6 separate regions of the Sus scrofa genome follow, and regions 2, 3, 4, 5 and 6 are each linked to region 1. A link is a contact called in public Hi-C, HiChIP or PLAC-seq and promoter capture Hi-C data. All regions are on one chromosome and are shown on one strand. Each heading gives the region's core, a stretch centred on a gene start, on an enhancer-like site or on the middle of the called end of the contact. The rest is flanking DNA. Distances are from core to core; before and after follow the strand shown. Region 1 holds the start of TPM1 (tropomyosin 1 (alpha)). Region 2 overlaps TLN2 (talin-2). Region 3 has its middle 24 kb from the start of MIR190A. Region 4 has its middle 46 kb from the start of MIR190A. Region 5 has its middle 66 kb from the start of MIR190A. Region 6 holds the start of RPS27L (40S ribosomal protein S27-like).

Region 1 (2,747 bases), core at 114-2,613:
AGCTTCTCCTGGGCATCTTTGAGAGCCTCGGAATATTTGTCCAGTTCATCTTCGGTGGCCTTGAGCTTCTTTTGCAGCGACACCAGCTCATCTTCCAGCTGAGAGTTGGCCGTGGGGGACGGGGGCGGGAGGGGGGGGTGCAGCAGGCAGCGTGATCCCGCAGTGATGGGATATGGGTGCACAGAGCCAGAAGGACAGGGACAGCGGGAGAGAGAAAGGGAAAGACAGGGAGGGAGAGAGAGAGAGAGAGACAGAGTTAGCCATTCGTGAGCCGCGCCGCGCGCCCTGGGTACCTTGGCGGCGGCCTCATCGGCGGCCAGGAGGCTGTCCTCTGCCTTGTGCAGCTCCTCCAGCACCCGGTCCCGCTCGTCCTCCGACGCCCGCAGCAGCTTCTCCTTGGCCGCTATGTCCTCCTCGAGCTGGGGGCGGGGAGGGGGGGGGCGCGGGGTGGCGGCGGCGGGCGGGCGCGGGCGGCCGGCACGGACCGGGTGTTAGACACACACACACACACAACACACGGGGCACCGGGTTGGCTGGGGTCCTCTGGGTTTGGGGCACCGCCGAAGTGGGGCTCAAAGGCCTTTGGATAACTTCGTCTAGCCCCTAGCCCATTCAGCACCCCCACCTTCTCCGGGACAAGACTCCTGCCAAGGTTTCAGTGGACTCAAGTCCAACTTGGGGGTGCAGAAAAACGCTCCCGTCTCCTTAGACTTCGGGCCTATTGTTTATTCTGTCCCATCTTTGCTTTTAGGAAAAAACTCCAGGACTGTCCCGTCCCTCTGCCCCCGCCCCCGGCCCCGTCTCTATTCCACATAAAAGTTTTATTCTCTCCAGTGAAAAATCCAGAAGAACTTGTAATACTTTCTGGACTTGATTCCCTTCAAACGCATCCCTACGCCGATCCCAAACTGATTTCAGATCCTTAGAATCAAGTGCCTCTAGGACCTGAATGGACTTCGCGGGCTCTGGGAACCAGAGTAGGGAAATAAGCGTCCCCAGACGAGAAAAAGTTAGAATACGCCCGAGTCTCGCTCTTCCCCTCCCCCTTCTCAGAAGCCCAGGGCTGGGGGCGGCTCCCGGAGTCCTCAGGTTGAGGGACCGCGAAGGGGTGCCAGGCTCAGGTCCGGGGGCTCCCAGCCCCCGGCGGGCGCTAGGCTGGGGAGGCGCAGACCTGCTTGCTCCTGTCCTCTGCCGCCTTCTTATCGGCCTCCGCCTGCTCCGCTCGATCCAAGGCGTTCTCCTTGTCGAGCTTGAGCATTTGCATCTTCTTCTTGATGGCGTCCATGGTGGCGGCGGTAAGGGGCCCTGGGGCTGCGGCAGAAGCGGGGAGGCGAGCGCGCGGTGGAGCGGCCGAGCTGGAGTGCGAGTGCTGAGCTGCCTGCTGCTCCCAGATATGTACTTTCCCAAGGGGGCGACCGCATTCCTCAAGACAGCCAATACTTTTTTGGAAAAGCTTTTTTCTCCTGCCCCCTTTCCCCCTCTCCTCCCTCCGCCCCCCTGCGCCCTCCCCGCTGCTCCCGCGGGGGCCGCACGCCCATTCGCTGCCGCCTGCCGGCCTCCCAGTTGACGGTGGATATGACTATATATGGGGACCCGAGCAGCCTAGGCGGCTGTCGGGCGAGGCCTCCCGCTTTCCAAACCTGCGCGCCAGGGACTGGGCACCGGGGCCTCGCAGGGGCCGAGCCGGGGCGGAGGCGCTAACCTCTGCCTTCTGCCCTTCGTGCCCCCTCCTCCCAGAGCCCAAGTCCCGCCTTTAAGGTCCCTAGCCTAGAGTCTGGAGTGGCAGAAGGCCGGAGGGGGGTTGCAGACAGTGGATGCGCTTCTCCCTCACCTCTGCCCCGGCGCGTTAAGCATCAGGCCCCGGGGTCCCCGGCCCCTAAGCTCGCTCTGGGCACTGTTCCCCAAGGGTTCTCCTGGCAGCTCTCACCCTACTTGGTGTGAGCCAGGGCTTTCACGTTTTGGAAGTTCAACAGGAGTAGAGAAAGGAAGAGTTGAGAGGAAGGCCTGGGGGCTGCTCTAAAGACTTTCTCTGCTGGGTCAGAATGTCTAAGAATTTGTCTTATGCAGTGCCCTGTCCCAAAGGGGAGAGACAGTCGTATACTTTAGGGACATAGGACCCATTGACTCATCTCTGTGTGTGCCTGAGTGGGCTACTTTTGCAAAGGGTGGGGTGTATTTGTTGGTGTGTAGGTGGGTGGATGTGAGTTTAAAGGGAGAGGCCACTGAGTTTAGAAGCAGGGAACTTGGTCTTTGGTCTTAATCAGCAGCAGCTCTGTGACCTTGATAAGTGACTTAGTCGCCAGGCTGCAGTTTCCTCATCTTTCAATCCAGGGGGTAGATGAGCCCCAAGGTGCCTCCAGATCTAACTTTTTCTCCTTTTTCTTGCACCGATTTGAGGGAATTGGCCTCTTTCCATGTTAAGCACTGAGGTAGTAGGTTGCCAAAACATGGGATAAATGTTATCCCAGCCAAGTCATCATATCTACAGCTGTAACTTGGAGGGAACAGGCCCAGCTCTGTGTAGTAAGCTCTGCTTGGAGGCAGAAGCATTTCCCCTACACCTCTTACTCCTCCCAGCCCCCACTGGGAAAAAGCCTGCTCTTTTTAGAGCTTCGGTGGGAGGGGAAGAAAAGAGGCTGCCCCAAAGCCCTGCTTGAGTCTGGCTGAGGCAGAGCTGGTAAGGGTCTTGTTAACAGTCCCCACAGAATAATTCACAACCTGTACTACATGGATACCGAATATTCCCC
Region 2 (2,747 bases), core at 96-2,595, 250 kb after region 1:
CTGAAGTGATGGATAAGCCTAATGCTGGGGCCAAAGAAACTCACAGAATACGGCTTTGTAATAACACTGCGCCAAAGAATGACAACGCTTCAGCCACAAACTCAGGGAAGGGTATACTGTAGCCTAAATGGTCAAGCTCTCTCTTTTCCACTCTCAAGATATTCTGTATTTTCCTCCTGTTTCATAGAAAACCACGTACCCTATACCTACATAACATGCTAGTTTCTAGTTTTCCCTTCCAAGGGACAAAAACACCCCTTAGTTTTCACAGGGCAATTCTTGTCTGCCACCCAGAAAGGTACCTGCGCCTTGCTCAGGTCTGAGGCTTCTTTTCTGCCCTGCCTACTCATCTGGGTGAAAATACTTCCTTTCTCTTTGAGGCATCTGAAGTCTTTGATTGTTTTTTTTTTTCTTTCCAGTCACCTTCCCCCAGCCTGCCCTGGAAATCCTTAATCTTAAAGGGCTTAAAAAATTAAAAAAAATTTTTTTTTTGGCTTTGACCATGGAATGCATAAGTTCCCCAGCCAGGGATCGAACCCAGGCCACAGCTGTAACCAGAGCCCACAGCAGTGACAGCGCCAGGTCCTTAAACCTGCTGAGCCACCAGGGAACTCCTAAAAAATCCTGTTAGAGGACCGTGCATCCACTGAGGCTGGATGGGAATGTGAGGCCCATTGAAGGCATGTTTACCATGAAATGTCACCTTTCGGGAGTTCCTGTTGTGGCCCAGAGGAAATGAATCCGACTAGGAACCATGAGGTTGCAGGTGCGATCCCTGGCCTCGCTCGGTGGGTTAAGAATCTGGTGTTGCCATGAGCTGTGGTGTAGGTCACAGATGAGGCTCAGATCTGGCATTGCTGTGGCTGTGCTATAGGCTGGCAGCTGTAGCTCTGATTGGCCCCCTGGCCTGGGAACCTCCATATGCCGTGGGTGTGGTCCCCAAAAAAGAAATGTCACCTTTCAGGCTGAGGTGTGGGTTCCCAAGGAACCCACGCTGAACCCCAGGAGAGCAAGGCTGTACTGTGTACTGTGAGCCCTGCCATGAGGAGCCCTGCCATGAGGGCACTCTCACCGCCCCCCTCCCCACCCCAAGGACCCCGACCAGCCATCCCAGGAGCGGCTACAGAGGACACTCAGGGTCAAGATGGGCCAGCTGAGAACCTAGCCCAGGAGACACTTCAGAAACACCTGAGGCCCCTGGAAACATTTTCTCCCCTGCTCGCTGTGCTCCCTGATCAGAGGAACCGCCACCGCAGGGCTGACGGATGGGACCAGAGCCGCCCCTGAGCAATTCTGAGCAGGGCGGGACCCGGCGCCTCCAGCCTTCCCCGAGTCTCTGAGTCAGGCACTGTTCCTCCCTTCCTCTCCAGCCCAAGTCCTTTCGAACAGCAATGAGCCTGGCACAACTGCAGAGTTTCTAAGAATGAGGAGCAGCAGCCAGGCAAGCCTTTGTGGTCCAAGCTCAACCTCTAGTGGACACAAGACTACATGACAAAACCATCCAGAGAGGCGCCGGGCCTGATGGGGCAGGAACCATGTGGTGGAGCCATCTGGTCCCTCCAACTCAGGCTTACGAGGCAGCATCAAAGAGGCATCTTTCAATTTTACCCTGGGATATCTGAGCCTTCAAAAGTTAACAACTTCTTTACTATGTCCGTCTATTAATTCTTTGAGGACATTTTTTGGGGGTACAACTTTTTAACCTATCAGGATAGCATTCACTGTCTCTCAATGCCATTTATATCTAAATATCCATATAATACAATTCTGACTGCATTGCATTTTAGCAAAAAAAACCAAAAAACAAAAAAACAAAACAAAACAAAAAAAACCCTCCAAAAGTCACATGGCTTTTGTTGTCAGGAGAAAAAAAATTTTACATGATCACAGTTTCACTTTGCCTGTAAGAGTGGCAAATTTTTTTTTTTTGGTCTGTCTTTTCTAGGGCCACACCCACAGCATGTGGAGGTTCCCAGGCTAGGGGTCGAATTGGAGCTGTAGCCGCCAGCCTATGCCACAGCCACAGCAGCGCCAGATCCAAGCCATGTCTGTGACCTACACCACAGCTCACGGCAACACCAGATCCTTAACCCACTGAGTGAGGCCAGGGATCGAACCCACGACTTCATGGTTCCTAGTCGGATTCGTTAACCACTGAGCCATGACGGGAACTCCAAGAGTGGCAATATCTTATTGCTCATTTTAAGTACTGTCCAAGTCTTGTCCAAGTATTATAATTTGATTCCATCAGAAAATTTTGGTTCTATTCCCAAGTGTCTTCTCTTGTACTATAACTATAATGTATAAAAACATTTCAAGTCCTCTGTGAGATATATAGGATTTTTTCTTCTTTCTCCTTAACTTGCAATTTCCTTCTCATTTCCTCCTTGATTCTAATTTTCTCTCTTTCCTCGCTCCCCTGTCCTCATGCTCAAATCTCATTCATCATTCATTTCCTTTTGGAGCTTTTGAATGAGATAAGCAGTTCAGTGGCCTGGGACTTCTAGACCACAGGCAGCCAGAAAGACCACAGATAAGGACAAAGCTGGGGCGCAAGGGGAACTAGGAACTCAGGGGCCTGATCTCTCTCCAGCCCAGACCCCAGATCTCAAGAGTCAGTGGTGTGGTGGATGGAAGGGCAACCAACAGTGGGCGGGGCAGCCCGTTTTCTCCTTACCATTTCCTGAGCCGTTACCGCAATGGCTTTGGAGTATTTAACCACTGTAGTCTGATAGTCGACGAACGTC
Region 3 (2,747 bases), core at 83-2,582, 190 kb after region 1:
GATCAGGTTGCAGCCCATCCCAGAACCAGGCACCACTGGGAGGAATGGTGTTGTCCTGGGACCCATTGGGCCTGCCCCAGACTTGAGTTCGACGCTCCCAAAGTATTGCTGCGGCTCCACAGGGGCAGGGGAAGTAGATGGTGGGAGGGTGAAGTACAGAGTTTAGTCCAGACCCCTCCTCACCCCCACCCCAAGATTTGGAAGGAAGTGACTTGCTCAAAGCCATGTCCATCTGAAGTCCAAAGTCATGTTCCCCCCACCCCCGCCCTGTGTCTGTTCACTGTGCTGCCTTATGAGGCGAGAAAAGTGGAGGAAAATGTTTGGAGAATCAGATTTCAGATGCCCTTTAGCTGCAGGAGGAAACTCTGGCCTTCCTTTTCTTCCAGATGGCCTTCACATTCCACTAGGATTTGGACCATGAGCACCATTTTATAGCTCACAGCATCTGAGGTCCTTTCAGTATTTCATTAACAACCTCTGACTGGCTGGAGCCCATTTTTGGGATTTTGCTGAACAATGCTGAGTGTTGTCAGGAGGTTTCAGGATATATAGGATCAAGCTGTGTTTCCTTGCAGCTGTCCCAGGAAGGGAATCCTAAGCGAGCAACTTTCAGAGAAGCTATTGTAGCAATAGTGTTGCCTTGTGGGGCCATAGGAGTGGGTGGGGAAGGAAGGGGCAGCTGTGGGTAACTGTTTGCACACTTTTTTTTTTTTGGCCTCTTAAAGTTCAAATCAGCCAGAGTCCAAAACAGCTGATCCCCAGGTCATAAACACTGGTTGCCAACTGCACGGTCCAACGTTTATCACCTAGGCAATCTGTCTTCATTACATTTCTCATATCTCCACAGCTCGGTTTTAGGTGCTGGGGAAGCTGCATGTGACAAGATGTGATCCCTGCCTATGACCTAGATGAGGCTGCTGCACAGACGAAATATTACCTTGTCATACGAGACAGAGGGCTGGCCACGTGTGCTGAGAGGGCAGGGGAGACAGACAGTAATTCCAGTAGGATTTTACAACAGGGCTCCCCAAGGCATGAGGCTTGCAACATTTGTCTCTCAAAATACATCGCAATGAAAAAGAAAGTGCTCCAAGGCCAAAAATTGGGGCAAAACTGTATATTATATGCTCCTTTTTGAGAGATCCAATGTATATGAGCTTCTTATAGACCCTAAGACACCTCATAGAGGCATAAGGCATTTAGTTGTTTACCTTTAATATTAGTATTCTCATATTTATTTGCCCAACAAATGTCCCCCTTTCCCCCAAGGAAAACAGGAGTGCCCTATGAGTGTCCGATGGAACCACACTGCCCCCTGTGGTCACAACCTGCCAGGACACCTAGCCGGAAGGACAGCAACATTGGGTGCCAAGGGCTCTTCTCCCTGGAACCCAGGAACAGCCCAAGTGGCAGAAGTGCTTTGTCAGGAGCCATCTCCTCGGCAAGCACAGCCATCTCCTCCAGGATGCACACCTGAGAAGGGGGCCGCCAAAGTGCCCATGGTATCCGAAAAATGTGCCCCATTCATCAGGTGAGCTGAGGGTGAACCAGAAGGCAGGGAGGGCAGGCGTGAAGAACGTGGGCTTAGGCAGAGTGCAGCCAGCCTGAAGGGTCTGACTCGTCCCTCTAGCTTCGGGCAGCTTTGTGGTCCTCTTTCTGCCCTTTCTTTTCTGTCTACCTGCAGAGGCCACAGATGCGTTCTGTGCTCCCAGCTGCTTCCCATCTACTGAGGGCCTACCCCAGCCTGCCTCTTTTGTGGGAACCCAGCCCACGTGGGCGCTCCTGCCCTGATGCCCTGCACCCTCCCAGCCCGCAGCCCCCTGTGGGTGACTTGTGTTATTCTCACTTTCCCTTGCAGGAGGCTGCATTCTTCAGGAAGGTCTAAGATCTTTGAAGGGAAGGGCTGGGCCTTTTAGTTTCTTCCCATCTTCCCTAATGCCCACGGAGTCCAGGCTGCCTCTCCTTTCCCGCTTCCCCACAAGGGCCCTATAATATCAAGCTGCTGGAACCATAGGACTGGGGCCCTGGCTCAGGCCCCTTCTCCCTCTGGGCTGCCCCAACACCCAGGCCGCAGTTGCAACACGGCCTGCCTTCAGGCCCAGAAAGCACTTCTTCAACATTCAGTTCTAGCCTTAATTGAACCAAGCTTTTGTTTCTAAAAGTAAATCTCCAGAGAGAAAGGCCCAAACGGACAGGAAGCTCCTGATCCAGCCACAAGTGCTGACGTCTGCTTTTGTCCCCGCCAGGTGCCAGCCCCCCAGGCACTCCTGCTCTGGGGCCCTAAGAGCTTCTTGTGTGGGACGTTAAGGCAGCATAGCAAAGCTGCTGCAGTCATGGCCTGCTGAGGGTGCAGAGTGTTCAAGTAAAAACACGGTTGAATTTCTCTGAGTGCAGTTTAGACTTGATAGAATTGCCGTCTGAGAGAACCGCCCCCCCCCCCCACCCCCGCACCCTCAAACAGGATTTTGGAATCACCAGGTGAGAATAAAGCCAAGCTGGGCTCCTGGTAACCTGCATGTTAAAAGCTCCTTAGCCAGGTGCTCATTCAGTGACCCTCAGGACACTGTCCCCCTCATACACACTTGGACTTGCCACCCCCTCCTATGGTTTCCGCTGGCCCCACCCTCCCTGTGCCCGACTGCCCAGCAGGCCCATTCTCATGTCCCAGCCTCCACCATGTGTCATGTGGCTCCCTTTGCTCCGAGGTCCTTCTCTCTACCTCTGCCTAACTTCCATCCAGTCTGCCA
Region 4 (2,747 bases), core at 74-2,573, 160 kb after region 1:
TTGGTGGCAAAAAGTTTGTGAAGGGCTAGACAAAGCCATACACTTGAGGGAGATGAAAGAACACACTCCTTTAGAAAGGGCTGAAAAAACCCAACCCAGCTTTTTCTTGCCCAAGAAAAATTAGGGCCATCCTGTCAGACAGCGGGGAACAGCATCCACATCCCCACCACACCCCTACCTGAGATCTTGCCAGGACTGTAGGAGCTTCCAGCCAGACAGTGTGTAAACTAGAGACTGGCAAAACCCCAAGCCCCTGAGTCCCGATAGCACGACATGTTAGCCCCCATCTGGAGCACTTCCTCCCTCTGGGCCAGGACACCCCCAAAGGAAAAGAAGTGCATTTCCAGGGCTGAGCCTGAGCCTCTTTGTTGACAACTAGCTCATCACTTTTATGAAAGTTCATCATAAGAAGAAAAGATAGGATTTTGGACCAACCAACACTGGAAAAAATGACACCAAGCCCTGGCTGAGGTGGGAAAATGCAGGAGATTTTAATAGCAACCTTAGACTCACCTGTCCTGGGGCCAAGTAACACTCTCTCCCCTGCTCGGCTTGCACACAGCTCAAGGGAGCTTAACAGGCTTAGCAATAAATACCTTGTTGTTATTTTTAACATAGCTCAACTCTCTAGTAAGTCTCTCCATTGTCCCTGCCAGTAACCTCTTCATAAACAGAGGCATCCACCTTTAGAGACATGACAGGCTAGGCTGGGCCCCAGTTTGTCTGAGATCTTACCCAGCAGGGGTCCATGGAGGTGGGTCCCTGAAAAATAGGCTCATCATCTTTAACATCTGTGCCCTGACCAGCATGCTAGGAAGTTTATAGGCATTGCAATCAGGTTGAGTTGGATTTGAATCCTCGTTCTGTCACTTAGGAGTCATGGTTAAGTTACCATGCCTCTTCAAATCTCACTTTTCTCTAGAATGAGGGTAATATAACCTACCTCACAAAGTTACATACCTCACACAATGAATGTAGAGTCCCTGATACAGAATTTATCCCCTAGTAGATGCTCAGTAAAGGTTGGCGACACACACACACAAGCATGTTTATAAGCTTATGCATATGCCCATATCCTATACAGCCTTACACATATGGGTATATATTTACATTTTAATTCATAAATCATTAAAAGAGAAATAAGATATACACTCACGTTTGAACATTTCATTTGCTAGCAGCAAATAGAGGAGTCGTGACGTGGTCGTCATTACAGGGCTGTGCAAACTTAGATCTTGGAAGTGAGAAGCTGCCGGGGCTAATTCATGCCTGGTGGAAGATTATCACCAGACACGACGCATCCATTTGTCAAAAGTGTCTGGCTGACTTTCAGATTTCCAGTGATATGTAATTCATTTACAGAGAAAACGAAACCATGAGTTTAACCAAATAGGAAATGCACGCAAAACCTGACATATTGACTGTATTTACTAAGTTCACTCAGGTCAAGTTCACGAGCACAGACTCTGTAACTCTACATGTCTTTGGCAGTATTTGCCTCAACTGGGAAGAATCTTTAGACGCCAAATGTAGAGAAAACTTCAGAGTAGATTGTAAATGGTTACATAAAGTAGAAATGGTATGTAATGGCTTAGATAAATATATGTTTACCAGACTTGGGGTTGCCAAGTGGGAGAAGGGTGATTAGCAGAGGGAGTTTGGGATTAGCAGAGGCATACTATTATATACAGGGTGGATAAACAAGATCCTGGTGTACCTTTGGCACAGGGAGCTATAGTCAACATCCTGTGGTAAACCATAATGGAAAAGAATATATATATATTCTTATATATAATATTATATATTATTATATTATATTATTATCTTATGTTATATAATATATAATATATTATATATTATATTATTATCTTATATATATTAAGAATAATTATATATATTATATACATATAATGTATGTATGTATGACTGAATCACTTTGCTATACAGTGGAAATTATCACAACATTGTAAATCAAGTATACTTTGATAACATTTTTAAAAAAGAAAAATGTTCACAATTATTTGTTTAAAAATTATATAATTTGATGTGACATTTCTTGGTTTTTTTTGAAAAATCTATATTCAATTGATAATGCATCTTACAATTGAAGGCATCTTATAATACACTAAACATGGAAATACTCAGCCAGGTCTCCCATCCCCCACTGGTACTATACATGCTCATGTTTTCTGTGATATTGGCTGACTCAGCAGATTCAAAATTAGCAGTGGTGGGCAAAGTATATGGTCAACTAACACAACCAACCTCATTGATGGTTAGGAAAACAGAAACAGAGATTACAACAAGATGCCATTTTAGAACCTTTGTGGTGTGAAATATGTAAAAGTCTGACAATACCAAGTGCTGGAGAGAAGGTGGACTCACAAGATCTTGTATACCTTCTTGCAATTTAGTGTAACTGCTTTGGAAAACAGTTTGGTATCTTCTCCTGAAGTTGAATACACATACAGCCTATGGCCCAATGATCCCATTCCTAGTCCAAGAGTCTCTTGCTCACATGCACCAAGAATCACGTACCAGGAAGTGGCTGGTTCAGCTTGCAACTCAGTCACACAAATGCATTTTCTCAGGACATCTGCAGCAGGGGCGGTTTATGTGTGTGTCCTCTTTTGTTACACTGGATATTAGAGGCATGCACTCAAGAGTTGAGGTTTAATATAATGAATAATTTTTCCTGTATCATCAAGATATCATCGTAAGTGAAACTGCCGAATTTTTGCTAAGCA
Region 5 (2,747 bases), core at 93-2,592, 140 kb after region 1:
GGCTAAAGGATCCAGTGTTGCTGCAGCTGTGGTGTTGCTCATAGCTGCAGCTCAGATTCAATCCCTGATTTGGGAACTGCCATATATCATGGGTGTAGCCATTAAAAAAAAGAAACAAACAGTGTTTACCAACCTAAGAAAGTCTTACTTTTAATCACCAGCATCTACCCTCCCAGGTATAAGATTTAGGCACCTTGGAGGCACAACTTTTCAGTATGAAAGGAACAATTCTAATGGTAGAATTGTTAACAATTCTAATGGTAGATTTTGAGGGGGTAAACTGAGACTTGTGGCACTCTCAAATCCCACATCATGCTGCAGCAGAACTCACATTTTTTTATGGTGCTTAATAGTTGGTAAAGAAATAGTTGATAAAGGGCCTAGCACATTCTCTTAAGAGCACTCCATTGCTATACTAGTGGCATCAGCATGGCTATTCCAGTGAGGTTCTGTAACTTTCCTGCCTGGTAGACACTGCAAATTCCTTGCTCCCTGCCACCCTTTTTACAATCAAAGGCTCATGGTGGAGGGTGGCTTGCTGGCCAGGGGAATACAGTGGGTAGAGTTCTATCCAGGCTGAAAACGCCTACATCTGGGATCATTTCGCCCATCTCTGCCCCCAGGCAGGGAGAGAGCAGCTGAGCCAAAAAGAGGGTTATTTTTAATCCCAAAGATGCAGTGTTCAAGAACAAACAGCCCCAGCTCTGGAGGATCCACCAGATGAGTGTGGGCCCGGAGGTGTCAGAATGTGGCTGCTTTTCTTTGCCCCTCCAGAAACCAGAGCCCAGCGGCTCTGTGTATTTTTACACAAGCTGACTTGCTACGGCCTCGCAGTGCCACTACATCCTGCCAGGACAGGGTGGGAGCCCCATGAGTCATGACCTTTAAGTCCAGCTGAGCCCTAACCTGAGACACAGCCCAGGTCCTGGCTGCCCATCTCACACTGCCCCAGGCTTCCAACCTCTCCACCTGCTGCCCACGTCCCCATCCCAGCCCCAAGGGGCTGAAGGCCAGACTATCACTTTTCCTTCTTGGATTTTTGCCCCCCTCTCCCTTCCTGTACTCTCTGTAACAAAAATAATTCACACTATTATTAAATTAATAATTCAAATTGGGATGAATAAAAAGAAAAGGAAAATCCCTATCACCCCCTCCCCCAACTCTCTTCCACTGTGGGTGAGGACCAGCACTTGTTAATACGTGGAGGAATTTTCCCTGACTTTTTTCCTACAAATATTTTTTACACATAAGGTATTTATTTTTTAAATATACAGAATCCCGCCCAAGGCCTGGCTGTGAGGAAGCCAGGACGCCTTCTCATTCAGGAAGAACGCTGATGTCATCTCCCACTGAGGTCCACGGCTCTGTGGTCGGGGTTGTTAGGATGTTACAGGGGAACATTTAGCCCAGTGCCTGGGCCCACAGCAGTGTTCCATACCAGCTACTCTCCTCTCTATCCTCATCTCTCCCCGAAGAAATCATTTTGTCTGTGTCAGGCTTTGTTTGGTTAAGATGGCAGGCTCTGGAGTCAGGAAGCTTGGGTCTAAATCCTTACTCTGCCTCTAAGTAATTGTATGAAGCTGAGCAGGTGGCTTAACTTCTTTGTGTCAAATGTTCCCATTTGAAAACAGGAATGGGATTTCCCATCTTGGCTCAGCGGAAACAAATCTGACTAGTATCCGTGAAGACGCAGGTTCTATCCCTGGCCTCATTCAGTGGGTTAGGGATCTGGCGTTGCCATGAGCTGTGGTGTAGGTCGCAGCTGTGGCTTGGATCCCACATTGCTGTGGCTCTGGCACAGGCTGGCAGCTGTAGCTCCGATTCGACCCCTAGCCTGGGAACCTCCTTATGCTGCGGGTGCAGCCCTAAAAACCAAATAAATAAATAAATAAAATAAAACAAAACAAAACAGGGATGAAGATAGGATATACGTTACAGGCCTGGTATGAGAGTTCAGTGAACTGACACATGTAGAGCCGCTGGAAGAGAAGCTGGCACATAGTAACTGCTCAATAAACATTAGCTCTGGTTCTGCTATAATGATTATCTTCTCAACTCTTGGGAGCACCTCCTGTTTCAGGCCCTAGTTAAGCTTCCTGAATGATTTGTGATAAGTTAATCAACTGATCTCTTTCTTACTTATTCAGAGAGGTGCTCAAGGCAGGTGGGGAATGAGATGGAGAGTAATTTCAAGGGCTTGGATATCAGTTTAACACAACTGCATTATGGAGTCACTGGAGCTCATTAACACATGGGAAAATGTTAAAAGCCATGTGGCTTTCATTGGAACTCTCATGCACACACTATTCCAGCTGTTGATGGCTGATCATGGGTCCAGTCACCATGGTATTCGTGCCACTTTTGTGTCTGAAAGCTTCCATGATAAAAAATTTATTATGTATTATGTATATTCATATACACATCTTAAAAAATCCATACCACTCTAATTACTTTCATGATTTTTCTTCAGTGTTTTAATATACTCTTTTTTTACGATGTTTAAGAATCTTTTTTGTTAGTCAAGGCAATGAAACCATTAGAAATGCCTCCCCCTTGAGACACACTGGCGTTGACAGAAGTGGTCTATTACAGCGTCCTGACTCTGGGCTGGTCATACTCCACTGCACTCATGATGCGCAAAATTCCCAGCTGACAGGTGATGGGGACAAAGAGCAGTCACACTCCGGCATCTGGTGCCAGGCTGCCCCCCTTCCTTTGCCTTCCCTCCCAGTATTGGCTTCCAGCTC
Region 6 (2,747 bases), core at 164-2,663, 130 kb before region 1:
TGGAGTACTATGTGTTAAGATTTGACAGAGCTGGTTGGTGGGTTGAGGGATCTTCATTATTGTATTCGTTTTCTATTTTCACTATAACAAATTGCCATAAAGTTAGTGGCTTTTTTATTTTATTGTCTTTTTGCCATTTCTTGGGCCGCTCCCACGGCACATGGAGGTTCCCAGGTTAGGAGTCTAATCGGAGCTTTAGCCACAGCAAGGAGGGATCAGAGCCGCATCTGCAACCTACACTGCAGCTCACCACAACGCCAGATCCTTAACCCACTGAGCAAGGCCAGGGATCAAACCTGCAACCTCATGGTTCCTAGTCAGATTCGTTAATCACTGAGCCACAATGGGAACTCCAAGCAATCTTAATTACACTTGCCATATAACCACACATTCTAGGGATGAAAACATTATCTTTGGAGGCTATGATTCTGCATATGCAATTGTATTAATCCATGTACTTATCTGTCTGAAAATATATTAACTAATATTTTCAATAGTATAAAAAAAACCCCAGCCCTAGTGTCCAATTTAGCGTATGGATGAAAAGAGGATTATTCACAGGATGAATGCTATGTGCCCATTAGAAGTCATAATGTAGGATAATATAGAGTGCCGGAGTGATGTTCATTATACAGTAATGGGGGGCAAGTCTATAAAAGAATATGCGCAAGAGATATGAATTACGTAAAACCAAACCCCAAACATATATGCAACTGACTAAAAAAATGTTTGGAAGGCTATAGGTCAAAATATTAAAATGTTTACTTCTCAACGGTGAGTTTAAATTTCTTCTCTTTTTCTTCACTTTCCTAAATGTGTATTACACATGGATTATTTTTTCGAAGAGAAATAAAAGCTGATCGAGAATGTCTATTTTGGACACTTTTCTGGTCAAGCGCCTCCCTGTTTTCTAAGCTTTTGATCAGACTCGCTCACACCCAATCCACAGGACTGTCCTCCTCAGCAAAAACATTTCAAGTCTGGCTATCGGTGACACTCAACCGTTTTTTCAGCCTGAGCTGTTCGCTCTGCAAAGTGTGATCCCCAGTATAGAAAGGAGAACAAAGCCCGGCAGCGAATCGGTGCTCGTTAAAACCGTTTTCAGGGCCAGGCAAACCCAAGGCACAGCAGCATCCCGCAAAGAATTTAACAACCGGTACCTTGGAAGCCAGATGAGCAAGTATACGAGTCTTTTATAATCTCACTGGCACATTTTAATGGTTTTAATTAATCACAGTTTTTAATACACACACGAACAGAACATAGGCATCTCCCACGTGCCCGCCCGCAGAGCGGCAGGAGAGTGGAGGGCTTGGCGTGGGGTTCTCGGACCAGCCACTCAGCGTGCCCAGCCAGGTCCGCTCTGCAGTGGTTGCCTGCGCTCCAGAGGCCCAACGTGGCTCCCTACCCGCCATACACCAGTTGAGCCTGGCCCCTGGCACCACCGGCCCGGTGTGAAGCTTTGAGGGCCGCGGCCCTAGCCTAGGGACGCGCTAGGATCTCGGGCTTTGGGAGCTCGGATGGGCGTGCCCCTCCGCACCTCCCCTAGACGGGTCGCGGGGATCGCGGCCGGAGCCCGCTCCCACCACCGAGAGGAGAGCCTAGAGTGGACGCGCCCGCCGCTCCTCCCAGCCTCCTCTATCCCGGAAGTTGACGCCGCGCTCCAGGTCGCGTGCGGCTCGCCGAGGGTATAGCATAGCTGTCTGGAAGGGCTGTGCTTTGCAAAAGGATCAACATGCCTGTGAGTTGTTTACTTTCAGGCTTCGCTTTGGTTTTGGCCGTCTCCATCGGCCGAGGGGTCCCTGGGGTGGGCTAGCTCGATGTCTCCGCGGGCCCCCGGGGTTCCCTGCCGATCGCGGCTCGGCAGCGCCGATCAAGCGGCTCTTTTCGCGCGTGGCGGACTTGTTGGGACTTGTCCGGGCGGCGCGGCGTGTCGGGCCCTGCTTGGGCGTGGAGCGCACGGTCTGGAGTCGGTGGCTGGGAGGGGACAGCTCCCGAGTAACTTAACTCTGCTCTCTTGGGTTCCGGTGCGCACCCGCGAGGCTTCTTGCTCTCCTTTCGCTTCGTGGTTCTTGCCTCCTCTGCCTTTTCCGTAGAAATTTCCTACTTGTTTCCTTTTTAAAAACTGTCTTCGCTGTTGCCATACACATTAACTCTATCTAGGACAGTCATGCGTCAGGCACTTAAGAGTTCTTGTCAGATCAGATGTTGAACCCTGGGGGCAGAAATCATCTCGATGTTGGCACTATCGGATCTACCTCGGCGATTTCTACTCTCGGCGGGTTCAGGGATCACGTTCTTACTTAACACCCGAGTTTTATTTTCACTGGAGACTGTTGTTAAAGTGAAGAAGAACGGCTCTGACCTTACCATATGTTTCCCGATCGTCGTAAAGCCCCTTTATGGGACTTGGAGAACACAAGCATTATAAAAAGTATTAGTGAAAGTTAACAGCCTTTAAACAATTTTATATATATATATATATATATATATGTAGAGAGAGAGAGCGCGCGCCTCTTCTGAGTATGACTGTTATTCTATTTTTGCATGTATATCTCGCCCATGATTAAATCTGCCAGAGTTGTGGTTTCATTCTAGTAGTAATAATATGCTTTTTTATTCAGTTGGCTAGAGATTTACTGCATCCTTCCTTGGAAGAGGAGAAGAAAAAACATAAAAAGAAACGTCTGGTTCAGAGTCCAAATTCTTACTTTATGGATGTAAAATGTCCAGGTAAAATTTCAAAC

What was found. Promoter capture Hi-C pulls out the DNA fragments that hold promoters and counts their contacts. A called contact is a pair of places that touch in the nucleus more often than the background predicts. HiChIP or PLAC-seq counts read pairs in DNA pulled down with a chosen protein or histone mark.
Region 2: a contact with region 1 is called in a Hi-C map of embryonic fibroblasts, with 4 times the contacts expected there. The contact joins the enhancer-like site here to the promoter of TPM1 in region 1. A contact is called at or near these places in 3 of 5 promoter capture datasets (fetal liver, fetal skeletal muscle and liver), 17 of 47 Hi-C or Micro-C datasets (adipose tissue, alveolar macrophages, brain and 11 more) and 1 of 2 datasets of contacts at active chromatin or transcription factors (skeletal muscle).
Region 3: an H3K27ac HiChIP or PLAC-seq map of skeletal muscle shows a contact between it and region 1. The contact joins the enhancer-like site here to the promoter of TPM1 in region 1. A contact is called at or near these places in 3 of 5 promoter capture datasets (fetal liver, fetal skeletal muscle and liver), 13 of 47 Hi-C or Micro-C datasets (embryonic fibroblasts, fetal heart ventricle, fetal liver and 5 more) and 1 of 2 datasets of contacts at active chromatin or transcription factors (skeletal muscle).
Region 4: an H3K27ac HiChIP or PLAC-seq map of skeletal muscle shows a contact between it and region 1. The contact joins the enhancer-like site here to the promoter of TPM1 in region 1. A contact is called at or near these places in 1 of 5 promoter capture datasets (fetal skeletal muscle), 8 of 47 Hi-C or Micro-C datasets (brain, embryonic fibroblasts, fetal heart ventricle and 5 more) and 1 of 2 datasets of contacts at active chromatin or transcription factors (skeletal muscle).
Region 5: a contact with region 1 is called in an H3K27ac HiChIP or PLAC-seq map of skeletal muscle. The contact joins the enhancer-like site here to the promoter of TPM1 in region 1. A contact is called at or near these places in 2 of 5 promoter capture datasets (fetal liver and fetal skeletal muscle), 15 of 47 Hi-C or Micro-C datasets (alveolar macrophages, brain, embryonic fibroblasts and 9 more) and 1 of 2 datasets of contacts at active chromatin or transcription factors (skeletal muscle).
Region 6: a promoter capture Hi-C map of liver shows a contact between it and region 1, with 3 times the contacts expected there. The contact joins the promoter of RPS27L here to the promoter of TPM1 in region 1. A contact is called at or near these places in 1 of 5 promoter capture datasets (liver) and 2 of 47 Hi-C or Micro-C datasets (heart right ventricle and liver).

Annotation. Positions count from the first base shown.
Region 1 is chr1:109,014,587-109,017,333 of Sscrofa11.1, forward strand. TPM1 (tropomyosin 1 (alpha)) reads right to left here and starts at 1,364. Exons shown (of 10, transcript NM_001097483.2): 1 at 1,172-1,364; 2 at 1-98. The coding sequence starts at 1,285.
Region 2 is chr1:109,267,021-109,269,767 of Sscrofa11.1, forward strand. It overlaps TLN2 (talin-2), which reads right to left. Exons shown (of 59, transcript XM_021094283.1): 44 at 2,678-2,747. Among named protein-coding and RNA genes, the nearest start is that of MIR190A, 43 kb to the left of the region's middle. Within about 2 kb of position 1,346, at least 21 of the 83 cell types and tissues checked have an H3K27ac peak or open chromatin away from gene starts, as enhancers often do. A contact at or near this core is called in adipose tissue, embryonic fibroblasts, retroperitoneal adipose tissue and 1 more, where this site is marked.
Region 3 is chr1:109,200,354-109,203,100 of Sscrofa11.1, forward strand. No RefSeq gene overlaps it. Among named protein-coding and RNA genes, the nearest start is that of MIR190A, 24 kb to the right of the region's middle. Within about 2 kb of position 1,333, at least 12 of the 83 cell types and tissues checked have an H3K27ac peak or open chromatin away from gene starts, as enhancers often do. A contact at or near this core is called in fetal liver, fetal skeletal muscle, skeletal muscle and 1 more, where this site is marked.
Region 4 is chr1:109,178,443-109,181,189 of Sscrofa11.1, forward strand. No RefSeq gene overlaps it. Among named protein-coding and RNA genes, the nearest start is that of MIR190A, 46 kb to the right of the region's middle. Within about 2 kb of position 1,324, at least 5 of the 83 cell types and tissues checked have an H3K27ac peak or open chromatin away from gene starts, as enhancers often do. A contact at or near this core is called in skeletal muscle, where this site is marked.
Region 5 is chr1:109,158,264-109,161,010 of Sscrofa11.1, forward strand. No RefSeq gene overlaps it. Among named protein-coding and RNA genes, the nearest start is that of MIR190A, 66 kb to the right of the region's middle. Within about 2 kb of position 1,343, at least 13 of the 83 cell types and tissues checked have an H3K27ac peak or open chromatin away from gene starts, as enhancers often do. A contact at or near this core is called in retroperitoneal adipose tissue and skeletal muscle, where this site is marked.
Region 6 is chr1:108,879,917-108,882,663 of Sscrofa11.1, forward strand. RPS27L (40S ribosomal protein S27-like) reads left to right here and starts at 1,414. Exons shown (of 4, transcript XM_003480338.3): 1 at 1,414-1,741; 2 at 2,625-2,733. The coding sequence starts at 1,736.